Regions from separate parts of the Zea mays genome. Here regions 1 and 3 are each linked to region 2. A link is a contact called in public Hi-C data. All regions are on one chromosome and are shown on one strand. Each heading gives the region's core, a stretch centred on a gene start, on an enhancer-like site or on the middle of the called end of the contact. The rest is flanking DNA. Distances are from core to core; before and after follow the strand shown. Region 1 holds the start of LOC103644142 (trafficking protein particle complex subunit 8). Region 2 holds the start of LOC100273403 (Putative ALA-interacting subunit 2). Region 3 holds the start of LOC100382437 (putative dnaJ chaperone family protein).

Region 1 (2,942 bases), core at 241-2,740, 550 kb before region 2:
GGCGTCCAGGCGCTCGGAGAAATCTTGTCGCCTTGCGCGCCTAGGCGTCACCTAGGCGCTAAGGCGGTTGTCCTGTTTGCTTGCTCGCCTAGGAGCCTTAAGAACACTGCTCGGAAAAACATACTAGTCGCAGATCACTATTTTCTTCGATGCTATAAATGGAAAACAACCACATAAGCTCACCTCTCCTAGTTACCTCAGCAGCATTCAGGCCTACCATACACGTTATCATCAACCTCTACGCAAGCCTCACCAGTGGCCGCACTTCCCTGCCGCCACAACATGCACAACAATGCTGAAGTGGCAAGCAAAATGACCTTGTGTAATCAATTGAGGTCACTTTCCTACTTTATTTAGAACTTTACATAGTTCGATAGTAGTTCGACTCTAATTTTGCAATATATACTGATTTCCTAATTCTATGGCTAATCAACTAGTTTTCTGCTGCCTATCTTACTCTGCTTCCCCACCTGAAAAAAGAAATCTTTGTCGCCCTTCACCACTAATCCAATTATCAGAGAAACACAGCAATGTGAACTTCATTGGAGAGGACCTAGAAAAGTGCATTCATATATTATCATTATATATAAGCAAAGCACAGAATCTCACTTCCAAGTACATCTTCAGCCTGAGGCGGGTCTGAAAGCAAATCCGGAAGAGCCTTCTCATTGGCCTCAGAAACTACAGGCTTAATCTTCTCGTCTGCCACCTGTTCCCAAACATCGAGGTCATCAAACACCGAAGTAGCTACATACACCTAGGATAGCAACGTCAGAATGTTTGAGGATCACCTCGCAGTCCTCCTTCCGGACGTCGGACGCGTAAACCATCCGGATCTTAAACATTTGCAGCCTGTACGGAACCTCGCTCGCCGTCCGCACGGGCACTGCTCAGTCGCGGGCACAGAGACAGAACCCTCCATGAGATCACAAAACCAAAACAAACGAGAAGCAAACAAAGTACAGCACAGGGTCATCTGAAACCAAGCATTTAGAGGCCAGTTACCGTCGATTTTTTTGAAGAGCGAGAACGGGGAGAGCATGTCGACGAAGCTGAGGCCGTTCTTACGGCAGGCGGCCTCGGCGAGCGGTGTGGACAGCACCATCACCACCGGTGTGATCTCTTCGAGGAGGATCCGGCCCAGGTAGCTCCGGAGCGGATCCATAGGTCCAAAACCCTAGCGGCGCTGGTCTGAATGGCGGATGAGCCAAATTTAGCGGCGTGACTGACTCGGGTGGGAGGCGCGAGCTGGGGTTTCGATGTGGATAACCAACCTTTACTGATACCGGCGTACGCGGGGCCGCCGGAGAACGGTGATCTCCGGCGACCGCGAGCTCGGTGAGCGGTGGTGGGCGGTGGGCGGTGGTGGTGATCTGATCTGGGAGAGCGCCAGGTAGAGAAGACGACGAGTCGACGACTGGCCGTACAGCACAGCCTGCACGGTTTCCATACTTGGGCTTCAAGGGATGCTTTGTGGGCCTTGAAAGGCCATCTATACACTTAGTCTTGTTGATTTTTTTTCTAAAATGGCGTTTGGTTTGCTTGAGATTTTTGAAATCTCATTTTGCACAAAATCCAATGTACTATTCTAGAATTCAGCTGAAACTAGATTTTATCGATATAGATTTTACATTTACATTCGAACACACTACTCTAGGAATAATATCCAATGTGTTTGATTTATTATGAGATATTTTTTATTTGGACTAAAAAATCTCATGAGAACCAAATAGGCTCATAATTTTATGATCCAAGCAGCTCGTTTATTAAAAAATGGCGACAGTTTTTATTGTTCTAATCGCATAAGTGGCTAACCCAGAGAAGGTATCACGTTTTGGCTCAATATAGTGTATAAGATGATTTCAAAAATGCTAGTTAAGGTCATTGTCGATACATACTTTTATCGAGCTGTGTTCAAGGTTTGCCACGTCAATATTTATTTAGATAACGATATATTAAAAATATCATCCACATAGAACTCTCTGTTTATCATTTCCTAGAAAACTCTCTCTTATCTTTCTTCGTTAAAATACATATCATATCATTATGCTTCCATATATGACATGCATTTAATGAGAATGAAACTCTCATAAAATTCCCGAATGGCCTAATAGATTAAAAGCTACCTTTCCTGACATTATTAGTGAGCATCAAAGCGCTTTTGTACATGTCCGTTTAATCATAGGCTCATAGCTAGGGATGATAATAGGCTCTAAATTTTATACTATAAAATTTAAGGATCGGATCCAAATAAGATCGGACTCTATTTCTATTTATTTTTGAATTAAAACTAATTTAGTGCTCTAAAGGATTATGAAGAAATATTTGGATCGTGATCCATTACCACCTCTAATCACATATCCTCTTGGAATATGAATATGTGCATACTATAAAAATGAAGAAAGGAAAAAGTGGAGTATGTGTTGTCAAGCAGGGCTAGTCCGAGCAATAAGGTGGTTGGGTGAGAGAGAAATAGAGGCCATGTATCTAATATTATATATGTGCAATATTTTTTTCCTTACAAAAGCTATTAAATGGCATCGATTGTTTATGTTGGACCTGGCATACGTTGCTCCATGTGTCGTTTGAACTCTCCTCGTCATTGTTCCTTTTTATGTCTTTGTATTGTGGGATCTATATGTCAACACTACTTTTCAGATATTGGGAGGTGCGCGTGAATTTCTAATGTATGTTTCATTTCCTTCCTCTTTTACAACTTCTCTAGTCTTCCTCTTGGTGTTGTTATTTCATAGTGACATGTGACTAGCAATTTCTAGTGTTTGATAATGTTTGTTGCTTCTGCTACCTTGGCCTCCTAGTAAATCTTCGTTGTTAAGTTTGTTTTCATGTTTTATTTGATTATCTAGATTTTGGCATTGGTTGGAGCACGGAGGATCCATGACATTGTTTTGTGTTATTTGATGTGAGTATCGGTTAACTGA
Region 2 (3,134 bases), core at 210-2,709:
AAGTAAAATATCATCATTTGAACTGCATATGAAACAGTCTATATGCCAAACCTGTCGATAGGATCAGAGCAAACTTACACATCCAGGTGTCATTGCTGGCTTCCAAGCTGGGAGGTTCTGCTGGGTGAACCTATAGAAAACTGCAAAACTAACAAACTTTTCAAAAATGGAAAAAAAGAATTGTCAACTCTATGGAGTACTAAACTAGAACAGTACTGCAACGCACAACAATGATAGGAAAATACAGATAATCTGAATTCTCAAAGTTTGTAAAAGAAATCCACCAAATAATCTTCTTATGTCCAGATTCAGTAGTTGCCAATAAAGGAAACACAAGTTAATACAACAAAATCTGCCTGTGGTTGCATCAGTATTGTGTTTCACATGATTCTAAAAAATGATGATACAGATCGCGAGTCCAGATGGTGACTAAGGGTGTGTTTAGTTTCTATGGACTAATTTTTAGTCCCTCCATTTTATTTCATTTTAGTCCCTAAATTACCAAATACGGAAACTTAAATTTATGGACTAATTTTTAGTCCCACCATTTTATTCCATTTTAGTCCCTAAATTGCCAAACACGGAAACTAAACGTATTTGACAATTTAGGGACTAAAATGAAATAAAATGGAGGGACTAAAAATTAGTCCCTATAAAACAAACACCCCCTAACTTTATGCCCACCATGATTATTAGCTAAAAGTTCATTTATTGTTAGGTCCCGTTTGGTTACTTTAGTCCAGTGACTAAAATTTAGTTAGGAGACTTCTACGGACTAAAATTATTTAAAACACATTAAATGAATCATAAGAGGACTAAAATACCACTTAGCATTCTTCCGCAATTAGTACAACTGATAAAACAAGGGCAAAAACTGGAATTTATATGGTTTAGTCCTTTTTGGTCACCCCTTGAGGGACTAGAGACTAAAACAGTTTAATCACTATTTTAGTCCCAGCGTTTGCCAATTTAGGGACTAAATGGGACTGAAATGGAGCATTAGTCCCTTATACCAAACGGGGCCTTATAAAGACTCACCAAATGTAACCTTACATTAGCATAGCATGCACACACCTCAAATGCTGTTCAGATAAATGGATTGTAATTGTAAGCAAGCAACCTCCGTAACATGTAAGACCAAATCAACAATGCGAACTGCAATTTTACGCTCGAATTAAGCGTTTATGCAATCCCACGATCGCGCGAGCTACTAACCCTAGCATCTGAGGGCTGAGGCTACTATCTCCCGCAGACCACACCGCTCCTGAGCGTGGAAACCTAGACGCGACGCGACCGAATCGAAGCCAGCCCAGCCATCAGATCGTGACTCACCTCCCGATCTCGCAGGCACGAAGCCGCGCCTCGTCGCGGCGCCGGACGCGGAGGTGCTCGCTTCGTCCATCTTCTCCCGCCACGAGCTCGGTCGCCGCACAGGCCCTCGTCAGCGGCTCGCCGGAGCCCGTGCTCCGCAGTCCGACCCGCCGGGGGATCCGACCGCAGAAGAAGAGTGGAGAGTCCACTTGCTGCTCGATGAAAAGGAGCCCATGGGCCCACTAAATCTTGAGGGCCTATCTAATTCACGTGGGCCTTATGGGCCCAACTCCCGGGGGCGCTCGAATTGACGGCGTGAGATGGATACTAACGGTGACTAACGGTCGATGTAACGGCCGCATCAATGCGCCGCCCGGCGCGTCGCGATCGGGGGAATCTTTTCCCCATTTCGTTTCGCCCAGGAGCGACAGGCGCGGGCGCCACGGAGTGTGTGTGAGAGAGAGATAGAGAGAGAGGGAGATGCGAGAGGAGGTGAGGAGCTCGTCGGGGGCGGTGGCAGAAACGCCGATGGCCGTCGCCCGGTCCTCGTCGCCGCCGCACACCCCGGTAGCCAGGTACGGTGGCGGTCGCGCCTCGGGACCTCTCTACTTTTGGTTGTAGATTCTCAGCTGTAGGCGCTGTTGCTTGGTTAGGGAATCGGGGTCTCAGTGCTCGGATTGGTGGCGAGGGTGTTGGTTCTGCGTAAGAAAGGTAGATTTTACTTCGTCCAAAAGACCTATTGTAGGATTCGAGGTAGGATTTGCCGAGGCGGTGGCTCAAATTCGATTATGGAATTTTGATTGGACTCTAGGACACTCCTTTGTAGGGGAAAGCATGAGATATTTGATGGCCAACATCAGTTATACGTCCATGGTCGGCGAAAATCAAGTGTAGCTGGCTGAGCTTTACTTCTCCTTTTGGCTGCAAAACGCCAGGATTTGAGTTGCTAGATTGGTTCCTGCTGCTGTATAGTGTTACAGATTAATGAACGGTAACAATGAATGACATAATTCTGCGATTAGAGCTTACACGTGTTTGCCACCAAATATTATGATTAGGGGGACATGCTACATTTGTGCTGACTTCATGCTATTATATTCTAATGCTGGTTTGGTCACAGTGCAGCAATTGAGATTTGAGAAGGATTGCAGTTTGCAAAAATCAGTGGAGAATGTGGCACATTTGATGGTGTGGAGACTGGTAGCATAGGATTGACTATTGAGCCACTGGAGCTCATGGTAGCCTTGTTAACTATAGATCTAGGTAGCTTATTCTCAATTCATTTTTTGATGTTAGATCTGAACATGGTGCTATAGTTTCTATGCTTGAATGCTAAAACCTGAAAACAGTTATTTTATTTGGATGACAAGCTAACTTGTCACGGCTGGTACCATGCCAACGGCGCGAACAAATCTACAGCTGGCGTATACATATTTGGTGTTGGTATGTCATATGTATGCATGGGCACACAAGGTAGAGTTAGCCTCTGTCTTATAAGCCACTGCCATGCAAAGGTAGAACCCAGACAACGAACTAGAAAGGAATCAAATCGGAGAGGAACCTTTTCTCGTCCATTTCCCCAAGTTATCTCTGCTTGTGATCTTGCTCACGTCCCGGCACCTTTCCGCGGCTGCGGGTAGTTACATAACGTCAATGCGAACCTTTTCTGTACGGAATTCATAAAGCAAGAAATAATCCTTTCTACAGATTTTTGTCATTCTTTTTTAAAAGCTTGCACTGAAGCCCCTTTTTCTTTTCAGTTCCGTCGGTGCCTCGTCACCTGCTATGCAAACTAATGTTGCAAGCATAGATTGGTTGGGTGG
Region 3 (2,912 bases), core at 332-2,831, 700 kb before region 2:
AAATCCTCCAGAGAAACCTTTAGAGGATGAACCACATCCTCTCCCCTTCGCTGCCTTCTGCCCCTACTGCTGCCACCACCTTCGGACAAGTACATACAGCATGAGAACTACATATGTGCTTCTCAATGTCAATGTCATTGCATCAGCTTTTTGTTATGTAACATACCTCCAAAAGGGCTTCCACCACCAAAGAATGACTGGAATATGTCAAAGGGATCGTGCATCCCTCCACCACCTCCCATTCCCTCCTTGAGGGCATCCTCACCATATTGATCATAAATCTCCCGCTTTTCAGGATCACTGAGGACCTCATAAGCCTGAGCTAGCTCCTTGAACTGAAACAAAAGCATGAACTCTTAGTTTTCATCTCAATCAGAAATCAACAGCTCCATTCGACCATTTATACAGATTACAGACTTACAATCAATCATCACCGTATTCATGCAGATTGGGTAAAATGACCTATATATACATCACCACTGGTTCTAACAACACTAGTTGAATGATAACATCTGGTATAAACCATTCAAAGAATCAAATAGAACTACAAGGTTGACGAGTGACCATACTGTGTAAGAATGTGCACGTTGACATTTTTCAGAATCAGGGCATTCGTCTATGGTCCACAATTCAAATAAGTGGAGCATCTTTAGGGTCAAAGCATTCATCCAACAATTCAGGGATTCAAAACAGTGCATCAATTTTCAGAATCAGTGGATAGAGCACACTACAGTATTCAGGTCATGGAAATTGAAGTAAGCAAAGTCCCTCAGTTCCTCAAGTAAGTTTGGCAAACAATTTCACATTTTTTTCATCAAAAGCTACAACTCTGACCATTATACTATCACTAGCAAACCAACCATCTATTACAAAACAACAAACAGGTCTAACCAGACTAAAACGGTACTATATATATAGCCACTATACTAGCGGACTAAACAAGACTTTGCTTGATCAACAATCTTTTGAGTAATTAATTGTTAATTAACATACGATCAAAACCGTATAGAGCGTCAACAATCTTTTGAGTAAATAGTTGTTAATTAATATACAGATCAAAACCGCATAGAGCGAGTAATTCCAGGGGCATGAACAGCTCTAGATGTGTCTCGGTAGCAGCCATAATTCGTAACAGTTTCCATGCAACATGTACCTACTTGGCTACTTCCCCGTACGAATCCCTCCACCATCGCCAACCATTGATTAGAACCATCTAATTCCACACCTCTCAGATTCAATCAACCGCCCCTCTCCCACAACGACCGGCACCAAAAGAAATCGGCCTAGCGAACCGTTTCGACGTCGCCGGAAACATGACAACCCGCCTACTACTCCCCGCCGCGGACAGATCGGAGCTAGAGGAGGAGACCAGCACGCGCGCTCACCTTCTCGGGATCGCCGCCCTTGTCGGGGTGGTTCTTGATGGCGGCCTTGCGGTAGGCTTTCTTGAGGTCATCCTGGGACGCGTCCTTGGAGACCCCGAGGATCTCGTAGTACCGTGTGTTGTCGCTCTTCTTCGGCGCGCGCCCGAACATCTTGGAAACCCTAGCTGTTCGATCCAACGAGAAGCGTGATCTCGTGCCAGGAGAGGTTTGTGAGGAGGAGATAGAACAACGAGGGTAGTTATAGCATCGGGACTGGTGGTCGGGAGTGAATGCGCTGGAAGCTGCAAGAGGCGGGGGCGAGTGGCTCGCGGCCCGTCAGATGCGGATCGGGCGGTGTCCGCCGCAGCTTCCAGATGCTTCCGGGGCCTTCCTGTGAGGCGGACTCCAACGAGTCCCTCTCCGTGTCGGCTATAGGGTGGAGTACAAGTTGTTTGGTTCAGCTATTTTCTGACCAGCTTTTCTGAGAATCTAGCTATCGAGACAATCTGGCTGTGTAGAGAATCTGAGTATCATTAAGATTACGTGCAGAGGAAGATAAAGTTGTCCATGAGGCTCATGATCTATAAAGTGACGAATTACTACTATTGCGACGACTCAACCGATTATATGTTTATGTTGATTTTCAATGGTTTTTACCCAAACGAATTTTATAAAAGCTGGCTAAAAATCTGAGTGTTTGGCAATCCACAGTAGCTTTTGGTGGCCAGAAGCTGTGAAAAGTCGAAACAAACAGGGGCTAGAGCTCCCCGGCCGGCCCCAACGGCGCCCGCTTGGCCCTCTAGCGGGGTGAGAGGTAAATCTACTAATTGATTTGTATTTAGTGTAAAATTAGTTTTTTGAGTTTAATTGATAGATAGCAATGTGTATTAAGGTACTGTAAATATAGTAGTACTTTTTTAAAACTCTAAAAACTGAGGTATAAAATAGGAGAAGAATGGTTGAGAGGGAGTTATTTAAATATAATTAGAAAGTACTAATAAGAGGATTTGAGAGGGGGAATGGTTGGAGATAAACTAAATGGGCGTGGGGCTACTGGAGCGCGTGTTGACACGACTCGATTGCTGCGTGGGCGTGGCTGTGGTCGTCGAGTGGGGTCCCCGGGCCATGTTGGCGAGAAGTAAGGGGGTGTTTGGTTTCTAGGGACTAATTTTTAGTCTATACATTTTATTTCATTTTAGTTGCAAAATTGCTAAATATAGAAACTAAAACTCTATTCTAGTTTCTAAATTTGACAATTTATAGTCTAAAATGGAATAAAATAATGGGACTAAACATTAGTCCCTACAAACCAAACACCCCCTAAGTCATCTTATGAGGAGATCCGCATGTTCTGGAAACTAGAAAGAAGTCAAGAACCTTTTAAGTTTGGCTTAGAGATGTCAATGGCTCGATCCTCTACTCATTACAAGAAATTTGTCTATTAGAAAATAGGGATGCTGAAGTTTCTTTCTCATAGGATGTAAACGGTGAAAAGTACTCCCTCAACAGATAAACTGGAATGGGGAAAGGGGATGAGGAAGCATTCTT

The links. Hi-C and Micro-C count contacts between places; a contact is called where the count stands out from the background.
Region 1: a contact with region 2 is called in a Hi-C map of tassel, with 2.4 times the contacts expected there. The contact joins the promoter of LOC103644142 here to the promoter of LOC100273403 in region 2. A contact is called at or near these places in 5 of 25 Hi-C or Micro-C datasets (ear, leaf, leaf mesophyll and 1 more).
Region 3: a contact with region 2 is called in a Hi-C map of ear, with 2.9 times the contacts expected there. The contact joins the promoter of LOC100382437 here to the promoter of LOC100273403 in region 2. A contact is called at or near these places in 2 of 25 Hi-C or Micro-C datasets (ear and tassel).

Annotation. Positions count from the first base shown.
Region 1 is chr1:292,557,186-292,560,127 of Zm-B73-REFERENCE-NAM-5.0, reverse strand. It overlaps LOC103644142 (trafficking protein particle complex subunit 8), which reads right to left and starts at 1,490. Exons shown (of 29, transcript XM_008667340.4): 1 at 1,275-1,490; 2 at 1,006-1,191; 3 at 792-886; 4 at 610-709. The coding sequence starts at 1,165.
Region 2 is chr1:292,009,233-292,012,366 of Zm-B73-REFERENCE-NAM-5.0, reverse strand. It overlaps LOC100273403 (Putative ALA-interacting subunit 2), which reads right to left and starts at 1,459. Exons shown (of 8, transcript NM_001147840.1): 1 at 1,333-1,459; 2 at 79-140. The coding sequence starts at 1,402. LOC103644136 reads left to right here and starts at 1,722. Exons shown (of 7, transcript NM_001346920.1): 1 at 1,722-1,886; 2 at 3,072-3,134. The coding sequence starts at 1,792.
Region 3 is chr1:292,713,873-292,716,784 of Zm-B73-REFERENCE-NAM-5.0, reverse strand. It overlaps LOC100382437 (putative dnaJ chaperone family protein), which reads right to left and starts at 1,581. Exons shown (of 6, transcript NM_001175179.1): 1 at 1,386-1,581; 2 at 167-335; 3 at 1-79. The coding sequence starts at 1,535.